Linked DNA regions of Pan troglodytes: region 2 is linked to region 1. Evidence: chromatin contacts called from public Hi-C data. All regions are on one chromosome and are shown on one strand. The core of a region is the stretch at or near the end of the contact, and the rest is flanking DNA. Distances in the headings are between cores, read along the strand shown. Region 1 holds the start of RNASE4 (ribonuclease A family member 4). Region 2 has its middle 16 kb from the start of METTL17.

Evidence for each region. Hi-C and Micro-C count contacts between places; a contact is called where the count stands out from the background.
Region 2: a contact with region 1 is called in a Hi-C map of stem cell-derived neural progenitor cells, with 5 times the contacts expected there. The contact joins the enhancer-like site here to the promoter of RNASE4 in region 1. A contact is called at or near these places in 1 of 7 Hi-C or Micro-C datasets (stem cell-derived neural progenitor cells) and 1 of 1 datasets of contacts at active chromatin or transcription factors (stem cell-derived excitatory neurons).

What each region holds. Positions count from the first base shown.
Region 1 is chr15:19,136,349-19,143,979 of NHGRI_mPanTro3-v2.0_pri, reverse strand. RNASE4 (ribonuclease A family member 4) reads right to left here and starts at 3,798. Exons shown (of 1, transcript NM_001009107.1): 1 at 3,355-3,798. The coding sequence starts at 3,798. The coding sequence ends at 3,355.
Region 2 is chr15:19,355,632-19,362,503 of NHGRI_mPanTro3-v2.0_pri, reverse strand. No RefSeq gene overlaps it. Among named protein-coding and RNA genes, the nearest start is that of METTL17, 16 kb to the left of the region's middle. Within about 2 kb of position 4,948, at least 5 of the 24 cell types and tissues checked have an H3K27ac peak or open chromatin away from gene starts, as enhancers often do. A contact at or near this core is called in stem cell-derived neural progenitor cells, where this site is marked.

The DNA of each region.
Region 1 (7,631 bases), core at 2,549-5,048:
AGTGGGTGGCCTCCATATTGATCAAGAAGGGGATGGACTTACCCTCCACTGTAAGAGTTACCGAAAGCATCTGTGATGGTCCAGGAGGCTTCTGAGATAATTGAGCAGCGTCAGTCTTCAGCCACTAAGCCAAGAAGATCTGGGAAGGAGTCAGTCAGAGAGCCTTGGGCCAGAATTCCAGGGGCTCTGGGAGTGGCAGCTGGGCGAGTTGGACAGTCCGGTTTCCAGTGGGGTCCCGCACAGATGGGACATGGCTTAGGAGGAATCCCAGGCTGCAGGCATTCCTTGGCCCAGTGGCCAGATTTCTAGCACTTGAAGCAAAATCCTGGGGGAGGAGGTCCTGGAGGAACACCTGGCCACTGCAGTTCAGGCATTTTGAAGTTCTTCTGTGCTGGAGATCTGGCTGGGGCTTCTCTCACAGTGGAGGCAAGTAATTGCAACTCAGAAATACGTTGCCACTTGGCTGCCTCTTCTCTATTATTGTACACCTTGAAGGCGAGGTTAATTAAGTCCTGTTGTGGGGTTTGAGGGCCAGAATCTAATTTTTGGAGCTTTTTTAATGTCAGGAGTGGATTGACTAATAAAATGCATATTGAGAATAAGACAGCCTTCTGGCCTCTCTGGGTCTAGGACAGTAAAGTGTCTAAGGGTTGTTGCCAAATGGGCCATGAACTGGGCTGAGTTTATATATTTGATTAAAAAGAAAAAAGCCTAAATGCTAACTCATTTGGGAGAGGTTGGATAAAGAAAAAGGAGCATTAACCTTGACTATACCTTCAGCTCCAGCCACCTCTTTAAGAGGAAATTTTTGGGCAGGTTGGGGAGAGCTAGTCATGGAATGAAACTGTAAGCCGGACCGGGTGTGAGGAGGGGAGGTGATAAAAGGATTATAGGGTGGGGGAGCGGAGGCTGAGGAAGAATCTGGACCTGGCTTGGCCTGGCTGGTGAGCAGCAGCCTGGGGAGGAGGGAAGAGGTCAGATGGATCTGTAGAAAAGGAGAATTCAAAGGACTCAGAGCTTAGGGTGGAGACTGAAGAAACAGACAGGAGAGAAAGAAGAAAGATTTGGGACAAGTCACATTGGGAGCAGAGACTAGGGAGGGACTGATGTGTAAAAGAATGCCTGGATGTCAGGCACCTCAGACTATTTCCCCATTTTTCGACAAAAATCATCTAGATCTTGTAAGATGGAGAAATCAAAAGGGCCGTTTTCTGGCCATTTGGAACCATTGTTGGGTTTGTACTGGGGCCAAACGGTATTGCAGAAGAAAATAAGGCATTTAGGTTTTAGGTCAGGTGTGAGTTGAAGAGGTTTTAAGTTCTTAAGAACACAGGCTAAGGGAGAAGAAGGGGGAATGCAGGGTGGAAGGTTGCCCATAGTGAAGAAGTAAGTTTAAAGAGAAAGGTAGAGACACAGCGAAGGGGGTGGTGAGCAGCCCTGGGCTATAACGTGGACGATCAGCCAAAGCAGGCATCCCGCAATTGACTTGCCATCAAGGGAATGTGGGTGAATGACCAAGGCAGGTGTCCCCACAGTGATCAGACACCAATGGAATGTGGGTGAATGATCAGGGCAGGCATCCCCACGATGATCAGACACCAAGGGAAGACTGTCTTCCCGAGTCCGTGACTGGTGTCGGAGTTTTGGGTCCATGGATAAAATGTGTCTCCTTTGTCTCTACTAGAGAGGAAAGAGAACTGGAATTGGAAGGACAGGGAAATTGAAGGGTAGCAAGAGAGGCTGGAGAAGACAGTGAAAAGACCGCTTACCCAATTTGAAATGGGTGAGATGTTCCTTGGGCTGGTTGGTCTGAGGACCTGAGGTTGTAGGTGGATCTCCTCATGGAGTGAGGGCAAGGACAGGGGACCAGTCTCCTGAAGGAGTCCCCCTGTCCCGGGTCTTCGGCACTAAATGCCACACACGTCCATGTGAAGAGACCACCAAACAGGCTTTGTGTGAGCAATAAAGCTTTTTAATCACCTGGGTGCAGGCAGACTGAGTCCAAAAAAGGAGTCAGCAAAGGGAGATAGGGGTGGGGCAGTTTTATAGGATTTGGGTTGGTAGTGGAAAATTACAGTCAAAGTGGGTTATCCTCTTGCGGGCAGGGGCGGGAGTCACAAGGTGCTCTGGTGGGGAGCTCCTGAGTCTCATTGTCCGGGAGAAGGAATGTCACAAGGCTAATTGATCAGTTAAGGTGGGGCAGGAACAAATCACAGTGGTGGAATGTCATCAGTTAAAGCAGGAACTGGCTATTTTCACTTCTTTTGTGGTTCTTCAGTTGTTTCAGGCCATCTGGATGTATATGTGCAGGCTTGGGATCAGAGGCCTGACAGCTCCCTAATTTGCTTCTAAATATTCTAAGGGAGAAGGAAGAGCTGTGAGAATTGTCTTTGAGAGGAATCATTCTCTCTGGAGTAAATGAGACAAATCTTCTGTGTTGTGGTCATGGATCTGATAGTTATTAGTCTTTGACCAGAGTTTATGAGGTTATTAAGGTGCATGCATGTTTATAAACTAGAGAAGAATTTAAAAATCGGAGAAAAAGAAATAATACCATAGCACAGTCTTCTCAGGTACCTTCAGTTTAAGTCCTTTATTACAAGGAAAACATAAAAAATCTTTCAATCAGTAAGAGCACATAAGTCTTAATGATCTAGTACATTTTTTAGTACTTTGACTTACTAGGGTGATTCAAAGTTTCAGGAAAAAGAAAATTCCCAGTATCATTTTCTTAATCTTATTCAACCCAAACATAAGAATGCCAAAAAATACAGAGCTCACATTTTGCTGGCATACATTTCCAAATTTTTAATGCCTCCCTGACAGGTGAATTTTAAGGATAAAAAAAGCAGACACTTTCAAAACATTCCTTGTGATGAAGTAGAAAAAGCCCTGGATAAGTGGCCAGCTACACTGGATTTTTGTCTCAATTCTTCCATTAACTTTATAGTCTTCAGCAAATCCCTTAACTTTGAGCTTCTATATGTAGTGACATCATTATAAGTGCTGTGGTATTAAAATGTGATAAACATAGATGAAAGCATTTTGAAATGTTTGAAATACTACATAAATATACATAATAACTAAATTCCACAGGATAGGATCTGAGAGAGCTAAGCTGACCAGTATTATAAAAGGAAGCTTATTACAGAAAAGCCCAGCCTCATTCATTATAGGTTTATGTCTCCATTTCTCTTTGGTGCAATGTATTTAATAGAATGAGTTATATAGAGAAAAAGAGTAAGAAATGAGCTGAGGAGACAGAGCCTGGGACAGCTCAAATGCATTACTCACTGCTATTTAAGGAGTTAAGTGTAAGGTCAACCACTCGCGATAATCCCTACACGGTGGCATCTAACCGTCAAAGTGCACAGGCACCTGTGGGTTACCCTCACAGGCAATGACAACACGTCTAGTGCTCGCCATGGCCCGATATCTGCAGTTGGGTGCCCTGGAACTTCCTGTGTCCCTGCAATCTGTGACCTTCACTACACCCTCATGGCAGTTCATCTTGCCGTTCTTGCATTGGATATTGGTGGTGCTGCAGATACTACGAATGTTCCAGATATCTTCATGGATGAAGGTGTTGAAGCGCTTGCAGTGATACAAAGTCATCTTCCGTCTTTGCATCATCAAGTTGCAGTAGCGATCACTGCCACCTGTCTCCTCAGGGTGCACGTGTTGCCGCAGGAATCGCTGGTACATGCCATCCTGGCCATAGGAGGGCTGGACCAGCCCCAGCCCCAGCAGGGTCAGCAGCAAAAGCAGAAGCAATGAATGGGTCCTCTGCAGAGCCATCAGTATCTTAGAGGTGCCTAGAAAAGAAAGCAAGGGGCAGGAGAAATAAGGTAAGAACTGGGCACTGGAAAAAGGTGTTGAGAATAGTAAGCTGGCATCCTGACTCCATAGTCTCCTCTTTCCTCCTTCTTATATGCACCATCTCCCCACTCATCTCTGCTACTTTTCCCACCCTTGCTTCCTCAAGAGTGAGTAGTTTGCAAACATGATCTTTTCTGAAAGCAAGACCTTTCTCATTTACAGAGAGAAGTTGCTGTAGCCAGTACAATGACACAGGGCAGGGACTGACTGCGTGGCTGCCAGGCTTGTGTGGTCAGAGTATAAAAAGAGAGAAAAAGGTGAACCTACATGAAACTGCAGTTGTGTGTCTCTTGGGGGAATTCCGTAGGTGTATGATCTTTGGGGAGTGTTTGGTTCCCGGGAGGCTCCAATTCCCGACAGTTTGGATGGACTCAGGATAAGTCACAGAAAGTTTACAAACTACTTTTAATACCTTACATCTGGGAATCTAGGTGGAGGAAGAGGACAGAGGAATATTTAGGCTTTGCCTTTCCTCTCATATGACTTGTTTTTCTTTGTCATTAATTTTATTATTTTTCTTTTCTTTTTGGTCATGTGGCTATTATTCTAATTTGATTTAAAATCTATTCTAATTCTAGAATAATATATGTTATACATTAATTTAAAATGTATTATTCTAATTCTAATGTAAAATCAGGTCCTTTTGGAAATCCTTTTACTTCTATTTAAAAAAAAAAAGCAAAACCAGAGTACCCAGATACAGTTCTTAGAAGACAGTTGATAATAGCTACTGTTTGAATGAACTAATAAGTGAAATGAGTAAGCTAATGAACAAATGCAATTAAATGGATAGAGTAAAGGTGTTTCCCAGGCTTATGAAATTGACTAATAAGAGAAGCTAAGAAATGTTTAAAAAATAAATTTAAACAGCACAATATCCTCAAAAGAAAACTTGGATTGTGTCTTCTTCTCCTTGCTGTTTCTATGAATAACCTAAAAAATCTAGGCCATGGAGATACATTGCTTTGTCTTGCATCTATTCTTGATGTTCCTCCTGTCTTGTCAATAGTTGTTGGTAGCTGTCTGTCTTCTCTGGTTGCAGCATCATTGTGTTGTCACCTCTTGGCAATGAAAAATAAGCATATATTTTATAGCATTAAAAAAAAGCCAGAGCAGCAACAAAAAAAGCATTGCCATGTAGTTTCAGAACATTCATTGCTTTCGTTGACAGATTAAAGAAAGGAATCCAGGCCTATCTTAGTCTACACCCTGTGGTCTTTCCACTATCCTCTACTGCCTCTCTCATCCCACGCCCCAAATATTCAGGATATCAAAGACATTTATGCTCAGAATTGCTACTTCCCAGCAGCAGAGTTTAATCAAGATTGGAGGTGGACTCACTCACCAACTGACTAGCCAGATGCTGCCATCTGGCCGTCACTCCTGGAATTGATGTGAATTGTAAATCGGCTTGATTCTTGCAGTGTAGCAGGGCTGATTCACTACAGCAAAGAAAAATCATCCCTGATTCAATAGGAAGTGAGCAACGCAAATTAGCAAGGGCAATGTTTTGAGAGTCAGGCAGCCCAACTCTGTATGTGCCGTCCAAGGACTGACCCCAGTTGAGCTCCTAGTTTGATGTATATGGGTACTATTGTCTTTTGATTTCAAATTCTCCTTCGTAATGGTGGATCACACTGTGTGAATGACTGAAATGGCTTCCAAACGACCTGTACCTTACTTTGTTCTGCTGAAAGGCTACCTTTTCATTATTGATAATGAAAGCAGTATCAAACATGGATATTGTTCTTTTAAATGCCATCTCCTATATCCATAGCCATCTTTTGCCTTTGCACATAAAGATATCAAGCTGTATGTCATATCTGTGTGCCTGCAGCTGTAGATGTGAGATACAGTGTTAGGAAGAGAGGGAAGTAAAGAGATTGTGGGAGGAAGGGCAGATGTTTGATTTCCTTTTTGCCCCAAGAACAATGCATACAACTTCTGAAGGTATACTTAGTACTTGGATTATAGCTTCAGCAGATCAATATACTTTGGTTTGCTTTTCCGGTGGCACCTCGAGTTTCCATGGTTTTATCTACTTTCTCTCATCCTGATTCTTTGTGACCAAAAATATGGTTTAGCAAGATAACTAGCTACAGAGAAAACCTCACCTATGCATGCGAGAGCAGACCCAGGACGTCAGCTTTTCTACACTACTCAAGTAAACAAGACATAGAGAAATATTTGAGGACAGCAGGCCAGTGTGGATACCAATGGGTGCATCTCAAAGCTGTAGCTACAAGAGAAAATTGAATGATCTCCACATCATCCCAACACACACTTTTGGGTCAGGATTTTCCCCAAACGCTTTCTCCATTGCACCACCCTGACTCACAGTAAGAACTTCTTTTGACACTGTGGTCTAAAAGACTGAGGCTGTGACCATGAGAAAATTACTTAATCTCTCTCAGCAGATTTCCTCATAAGCAAAATGAGCATGTAATACCTACCTCTTAGGGATGTTATGAAAAGAAAATCAATCTAAGTGCCTATAACAAGGCCTAGCACATGGTAAATGCTCAGTAAATGTTGGCAATTGCTGCATTTTTTTTTTTTACCACTTCCATTTTTCTTGGTTTCCTCTGCTTCTGTCAATCTGGATAAAATAATGAATGACTACAGAGTTGCATATATTATTGACTCCTCTTTATTTCGTAGAGCTAACTGTATTCTCAAGATATTGGAAGTCTGTTTTTAAACTATAAAATATCTCAGCTACTAGATTCCTAGAAAAATTTTTCTTCTCCAAATTGCATGGAATTTTCTTCCTTGCATGTCACTATTCTTCAAAGCACTTAGCATTTTGGAGTGTTCCTTCTTTTTCCTTGCAAAGCCAACAATCACAGCTGACCAGTACTTCAATTCTTCAATTGATTCACTCAGGATAAAATGACCTGCCTGTGACTTGACATTTTATTTTAAACAGCTTGTGGTTGTGATAGAACAAGAGGCCCAGACCAAAAAGGACTAGGAATGCTTGCTCAGCTGCCAGTACCATCGGCAGGTCAGGAAACACCCCCATCCCACTGCCATGTGATTTCCTATGAAACAGCCATTTCCCTGAACACCAGAGCAAACTATGGGATGACAATGCTCCAAGCAGATGTTTGGAGAAGATGTGAGTTTTCACAGCTTATGATGTGATCAATATAATAACGGTCCATGCCTTTCACTTGCCCTATCAAGGCCCTGAGTGGCAGCAATGATCTTGAGTAACTTTGCCTCACCTCAAGGAAATAGCACTGGTTGGAGAACTTGAGAAAAGGGCCCAAATAGTTTACCAGAAACTGGGACTTTCTCATTTCCTGAGAGGTTTTTGAGATTTGGTAATATGGCAAATTTTCTAGTGACAGAGGTTTGGAATACTTTTTCCTATTTTCTTAAGGAATGACAGTGTTTTCAGTTTTGAAATAGACTAACCCAGGTTGCACATACCAGCAACCTACTTCTCAAACCCATTCCTAAATTTGAATACTTTCAGTGAGGCTGGGCTCTCCTAGGTGGTACCTGGACAATGTTCTATAACCTGAGTATTGGGGAGCCACGGCTTTTGGCCCATTTCAGGGCAATACCAGGAGCAGGAGAAGCCACCATAGGGAATACTGAGACCACAATAATTATGTGTTCACAAGGCAGTGAAACTGGCGATTTATAACTAATTTATTGGCAACCACTTTCTAAATAAAATATCCAAGTACCTGTTAACAGAAATTAGTTAACAGGAAGCTAACCACTGAGTCTGTAGATTG
Region 2 (6,872 bases), core at 3,699-6,198, 220 kb before region 1:
ATTTATTTAGAGATGGAGTCTTATTCTGTTGCCAGGCTGGAGTGCAGTGGTGCCATCTCGGCTTACTGCAACCTCCACCTCCCAGGATCAAGTGGTTCTCCTGCCTCAGCCTCCTGAGTAGCTGGGATTAAAGGCTCATACCACCATGCCCAGTTAATTTTTGTATTTTTAGTAGAGACGGGGTTTCACCCTGTTGGCCAAGATGGTCTTGATCTCTTGAACCCGTGATCCACCTGTCTCGGCCTCCCAAAGTGGTGGGATTACAGGTGTGAGCCACCGCGCCCGGCCATTGGGCCCTGTTTATTGGGAACACTTACTAAATCTGAGACACAGAAAACCACCTTTTTTTGGTTTGTTTTTGAACTGGGCAGCCTCCTGAACCAGAGTGGGCTCAGAGAGACTCTCAGAGAATCACCTCCTGTTTTGTTTTTGTTTTTTTTTGAGAAAGAGTCTTACTCTGTCACCCAGGCTGGAGTGCAGTGGCATGATCTTGGCTCACTGTAACCTCCGCCTACCAGGTTCAAGTGATCTTCATGCCTCAGGCTCCCAGGTAGCTGGGACTACAGGCGCCCGCCACCATACCCGGCTAGTTTTTGTATTTTTAGTAAAGACGGGGTTTTACTATGTTGGCCAGGGTGGTCTCAAACTCCTGACCTCAGGTGATCCTCCTGCCTCAGCCTCCCAGGGTGCTAGGATTACAGGCACGAGCCACCATGCCCTGCCGAAAATCACATTTTAACATACTACTTTATTCAAGGAATCAGAGCAAAGAGAAAAAACAAGAATTACTTTTTTTGTTAACTCCATGAAAAATATGAGGAACTGTCCTAGTAAACAATTTTGTCATTTTCACAATGATGAGTATATAGAGCCTGCCTGTTCGGCCTCTCTTTTGAACAGAATTGGATAAATATGACCAAATCTTTGGCCTTGGGATTCATTTTTTTATACTGTCCTTGGGTCTTTTACTGTGAAAGCATTTTCCAGGTGGAATTTTTTAAGTTAAAGTTCAAGATAAAGCTGTATGTGAAAAAATGAAGCGTGTACAGCTGATGGTAAGTGAGATAACCGATGTTAGGGTATGCAGATACACATTTAAAGTGTTCATTGTTATATATGTATTTTAATGTAAATGAATAATCAATACATCAAATCTGTGGTTAAATGAAGAATTGTTTGAGCCTGGGAGGTTGAGGCTGCAGTGAGCTATGATCCCACTACTGCACTCCAGCCTGGGTGACAGAGCACGACCTCGTTTCAAAAAAAAAAAAAAAAAAAAAAATCAGAGTCTGACTCACAGCTCTGCTATTCACCAACCTTGTGATCTCAGACTCAGCCCTTGTTTTCTCTTTTCTTTTTTTTTTCTTTTCTTTCTTTTTTTTTTTGAGATGGAGTCTCGCTCTGTCACCCAGGCTGGAGTGCAATGGGGTGATCTCTGCTCACTGCAACCTCTGCCTCCTGGGTTCAAATGATTCTCCTGCCTCAGCCTCCCGAGTAGCTGGGATTACAGGCACCCACCACCACACACCCAGCTAATTTTTGTATTTTTAGTAGAGACGGAGTTTCACCAGGTTGGCCAGGCTGGTCTCAAACTCCTGACCTCAGGTGATCCACCCGCCTCGTTCTCCCAAAGTACTGGGATTACAGGCGTGAGCCACCACGCCTGGCGTTTTCTCTTTTCTACAAGGGAAACATTAAAACCCTGCATGATACGCAAACATAAGCCTGATGGTGGGTGACCTTAGATCGTGGACACAGACGAAAGCCTGTAACAGCTCTAGAAAAGTATGTAGAGTGTTACCTACTGGACCATGTTGTGAGGCTTAATCCCAATTACCTTATGTGAAATAGGTGTGCCAAAGAGGGAGTGGCTTCCTTATTTCCAGCACTCCTTGCAAAACCATGAGGGATAAACATTTTGAATGATGCTGAGATATTTTAGGCAGTAAAGCACTCATCAAAGTTTCCTCTTAGGTTTAATGACTTTTAGGTCTCCTGTTTTCCTATTAGATGAGGTAGGTGAAGCTGATAGAGACAGCTAAGGATGGGAATGACCACATTACTGTTTGCTGATTGATATCCCTCAGTGTACTAACCTCAAACCTAAATAATCTCAGAGGTGTAAGATCATCTTACTGTGTTCTGTGCTAACATTTTCTCTTGCTCTATTGAAGAAGGGAAAAGAAATAGGGATTTCTGTGTTGACTGCAATGTAATAGTTAAATGTTTTTCTTGATAGTCTTAAGGTAGCAACAACAGCAATAATAACATACATACATACATGTATATATAGGACAATAATTTTATTTTAGTTAATCAGGTGATTTTTTTCTGGATTTAGGTATAGTATTTTAAGAAAAACAGATCTACATAGTAAAAAATTTCAGAAATGTAGATTGCATTTTCCGTAGACATTCCTCTACACACACACACACACACACACACACACACACACACACACACACACACACTCCTTATGAGGGCTTCAAAGAACTACAAGAGTCCGAGCTGGAAGGAATTTGTGAGGTCCTTTATTCCAAGCTACATTTCATAGCTGAGGACCAGAATGGTAGTCCTCATAGAAAATTAGTGCTAGAACTGGGAATTAAACATATAATTCCTTACTATTGGGATTCCCTTAGTACTATGTGGCAGTTAAAAAAATGAGGTGGGTCTGTGTGTAAGTTGTGGAGCTCTTCAGGAGAATGTGCAGACTCAGGGTAGAGCGGGGAGGCAATGGTGTTGGGTGCGTCAGAGGAAGAAGGATGTGACAGAGTGAGTTCCTCAGGTGAGTACTTGGAGGAGTGAGGAGAGATGGGGAGAATGTGAAATCCTGAGGATCTGGGGTCTGGGATCAGGGGAAGGGAGCTTCCTTTCATCCGAAGGATGTAGATGCTCTCCTGTCCATCGCTTCACTCCCTCCTCTAGAACAAATAACACAGCTCATAGGTGGACCCTCTTTCTAATCATCTCCTGGACAAGATTCTCTTCTTCTAAGGCCCAGCACTTAGAAAACCTTCTCAGGCTGGGCATGTTGGTTCATGCCTATAATCCCAGCACTTTGGGAGGCCGAGGCGGGTGGATCACTTGAGGTCAGGAGTTGGAGATCAGCCTGGCCAACACGGTGAAACCCCATCTCTACTAAAAGTACAAAAATTAGCCAGGCATGGTGGCGCACACCTGTAATCCCAGATACTGGGGAGGCTGAGGCAGGAGAATCACTTGAACCTGGGAGGCGGAGGCTGCAGTGAGCTGAGATTGCGCCATTGCACTCCAGCCTGGGCGACAAAGCGAGACTCCATCTTGGAAAAAAAAATCTTCTCAATGGACTCCTCAGCCTCCTCAGCTCCATCAGTAGGAGTTATGAGGGTTATGGGGGCACTCCTTGCACTGGAAGTAACACCTCCCACCCAAACAGATTAATTTTCCACTCAGCAGTATTAGGCACAGTGGATAATTCCCTTCTTTTTGATGAGGATGACCTGAGAATGGGGCTTCTTGTGACAGGAATAGGGACGAAAAGCGTTGTGAGATCAGTCCTGGTTCCTCAACGCAGGCAGTCATGTCGAGGCTGCGTGATGGTCTCTGGGATGCCCCTGTCTCCTGGCTCTTTCCTTACCATCCAGGCCTTTCATTCTTAGGCTCCTCACACGTTTTTCCTCTTGCCTCTGGTAACTTGATGTTAGAGGTCCCCAGGAGTCAGTCATAGGTCTTCTTCTCTATCTGCACACTATCCTTTGGTGATCTTATCCAGTCTCAAGGTTTTAAATGCTGTTGATTCTCTAACAACTCCCAAATACATACTTCCAGCCCAGCTCTTTTGCTTTGGACTAGTACATCGGACTGTCTATTTGACATCTTCACTTGGAGGTCTAATAGACCCTTCAGACTTAACATGTCCCACATTAGCTGGGTGTGGTGGCACACGCCTGTAACACCAGCTACTTGGGAGGCTGAGGCACAACAATCGCTTGAACCCGGGAGGTGGAGGTTGCAGTGAGCCGAGATTGCACTGCACTCCAGCCTGGGTGACAGAGCCAGACTGTCTCAAAGAGAAAAAAAAAAAAAGCTACCCATTGCTTCCCCCATTCTCCTTCCTGCTTTATTTTTTCCATAGAGCTTATCACCTTAACAGTCTGTGTAATTTACATACATGTTTATTGTCTGTGAGTATACATTATGTGTCTAGGTCACTAGAATGTGACCTCCGTGAAAGCAGAGATTTTTTTTGTACGTATGTCCTGCGTTCTCTGATGACTCCCACATACCTCTAACCGTGCCTGGCACATAGGTACTCAAGAAATGTTTGCTGAATAAGGCTCCTCAAATCAAGAGCCCCAGTAGGCCGTATGAATGCTGCAAGATAATTGTACTACAGGGACCCATTTGTGGGAATACTCACAGCACTAAAACCCCTTAGTTAAGAGGGATCTGAACAGCCTAAGAGGTTTCTGCCTAACTCCCGGCAGCAACTTCGCAAAGCACTATAGCCACCACACACTGTCCCTGAGATGTCAGAGTCACTGACGGATTTGGGCCCCAGGACAGCCTTTACCAGCTGCTGGTGTGGCCGAGTCTCCATCCACGAGTCCTAGGCTGATAGGTTCACTAAGGTGTGCAGACACCCCCACTCCTCATGTGACAAGTTGCTGGTGGCCCAACCCCTCTTTATCAGTGGGAACTTCAGCCCTTCCTGACGATGCTTCCTTTCCGGAATCCTCACCCCTCTCTACTCAGCCCGCGGCCTCTCTCACAGCTACCCCAATGGCTGAGCGTCCTTGGCGGCAGAGCCGCACCAGCGGCCCTCGGCGATCCGCGATGACCGCAATGTGTAAGTGCGCCTTCCAGCCAGCAGAGGGCAGGAGCGGCTGCGGTGTCCCAAGCCGGGCTCGTGCGGGCTCCTGCCCGGCGGGTTTCTCTGCTGGTTCCACCTCTCCCCTCAGCTCCCCGCTTCTTCCAGGGCGGGAGTGAGGGAGGGGAGGAGGGCTAGGGGAGTGAGCGCGTGCGGGTGTGCGCGTGTATGGTGGTGCAGGGAAGCATGTGCTTCGGGAAAGCTTTCCCGGGATGATGCTCTCTGGGTTCACGGGTCCGATTTGCCCACAGCAAATGTCTGTACTATGCAGACATTGAAATAGAATGAGGTCCACTCTCTTCCGATGGCGGGTCACAGGCTCCTGGGAAGGGGATCTGAAGCCCCTCCACCGAGCCACCTCGTTTCCTTTATGGAGATAATCCCCAGACTTGCCCTCGCTGCGCTGGAAAGAGATGCCTGGAGGGAGGACGCCGAGGTGGGGCAACTCCTCCCGCGCGGCACCTTAAGCGCTGAGGCTGATTCCAGCCGCCGCCACAGTAGCCGGCAGGGGACGCTGCGCCCCCGAGACGCAGCGGGCCGAGAGGCACCAAAGCCCTGTCTCCTGGTTCTTAGCTGAGACGGACTTGAACTTCCAAAAGCCTCCTTAACCACCGAGGAAGCAGGAGAATGAACAGGCTTCAAATAATGAGCGCCTGCTCTATGCCACGAGCTTTCCATTGCGGAGGTGGCTGGATGTGCAGAAGGAGGGCAGGGCGAGGAAGGAGAGACGGCTGCCCCACTCTCGGCCTGTCTGCCGCGGGCTGCAGGCTTGGGGTTTGGAGGTCAAGTCTATGCTGCATCGCTAGAGTAGTTTACAGTTGTGAAATTCAACTGTAAATTGAAATTCACAGCTTCGTTCTTAAACTTTCTATTACCAGGGACCATTCCTCAGTAGGCTCAGAAAGGGCTACAATGAGGTAGGCTGTTTGATTTTTCTTTTACATATACAGATACGTTGTAAATGCAAATGGCAGAGGTAAATTCAAATATTAGGAGGGCAAATGTAGCGAAAAGGATGAAGACATCCTACTTTTCTTTTCCAGATGCAACAATTTGCAGTTTGTTTATATCCTTTTACTGTCTATGCATATCTACATGTTATATTCATAAGCTCATTGACATGTGTATACATGAGTGTTTATTTCCTATTCCCCCCCCCACAAATAGTAACATTCTATACACAACGTTCTACACCTCTTTTCCACTAACAATGTATTTTAGACATATTTCACGCTAGTAGCAAGAGTATACCTCATTCTATTTTGATGTCTGCATACTACAGGCATACCTCAGAGATGTTGTGGGTTTGGTACTAGACCACTGCAATTTTTATTTTTATTTATTTATTTATTTTGAGACGGAGTCTCGCTCTGTCGCCCAGGCTGGAGTGCAGTGGCGCGATCTCTGCTCACTGCAAGCTCCGCCTCCCGGGTTCCCGCCATTCTCCTGCCTCAGCCTCCTGAGTAGCTGAGACTACAGGCGCCCGCTACCACGCCCGGCTAATTTTTTGTATTTTTAGTAGAGACGGGGTTTCACCATGTTAGCCAGGATGGGCTCGATCTCCTGACCTCGTGATCTGCCCGCCTCGGCCTGCCAAAGTGCTGGGATTACAGGCGTGAGCCACCGCGCCCGGCCACAATTTTTATTTTTTAAAACACACATTTTTTTGTTTCCCAGTGCATGTAACAGTTATATTGAAGGTGGCCATTGAGACCTGAGAGCTCACGGGACAGCGAGCTCTCTCCTGAGAGTTCGTACATCTGTACGTTTGCATTTCTGTAAACAAAAGTTCCTTGGCACAGTGCTTAGACTGCGGACAGCATTTTGAGGGTACCAGTCCTAACTCTAAGTGTATGATACAAGTCAGTTAGTCAACCTTTATAATCAGGTAGGGTGCAACGGACTGAGGGTGAAGCTCTGGTCTGGGCCTGGGATGTCAGTGCAGGGATGGAAAGGCATATCCAGGGAGGTGACTGGAGGGGTTAGTTTGTCAGACAGGGACTAGCCTTAGGATGCCAGC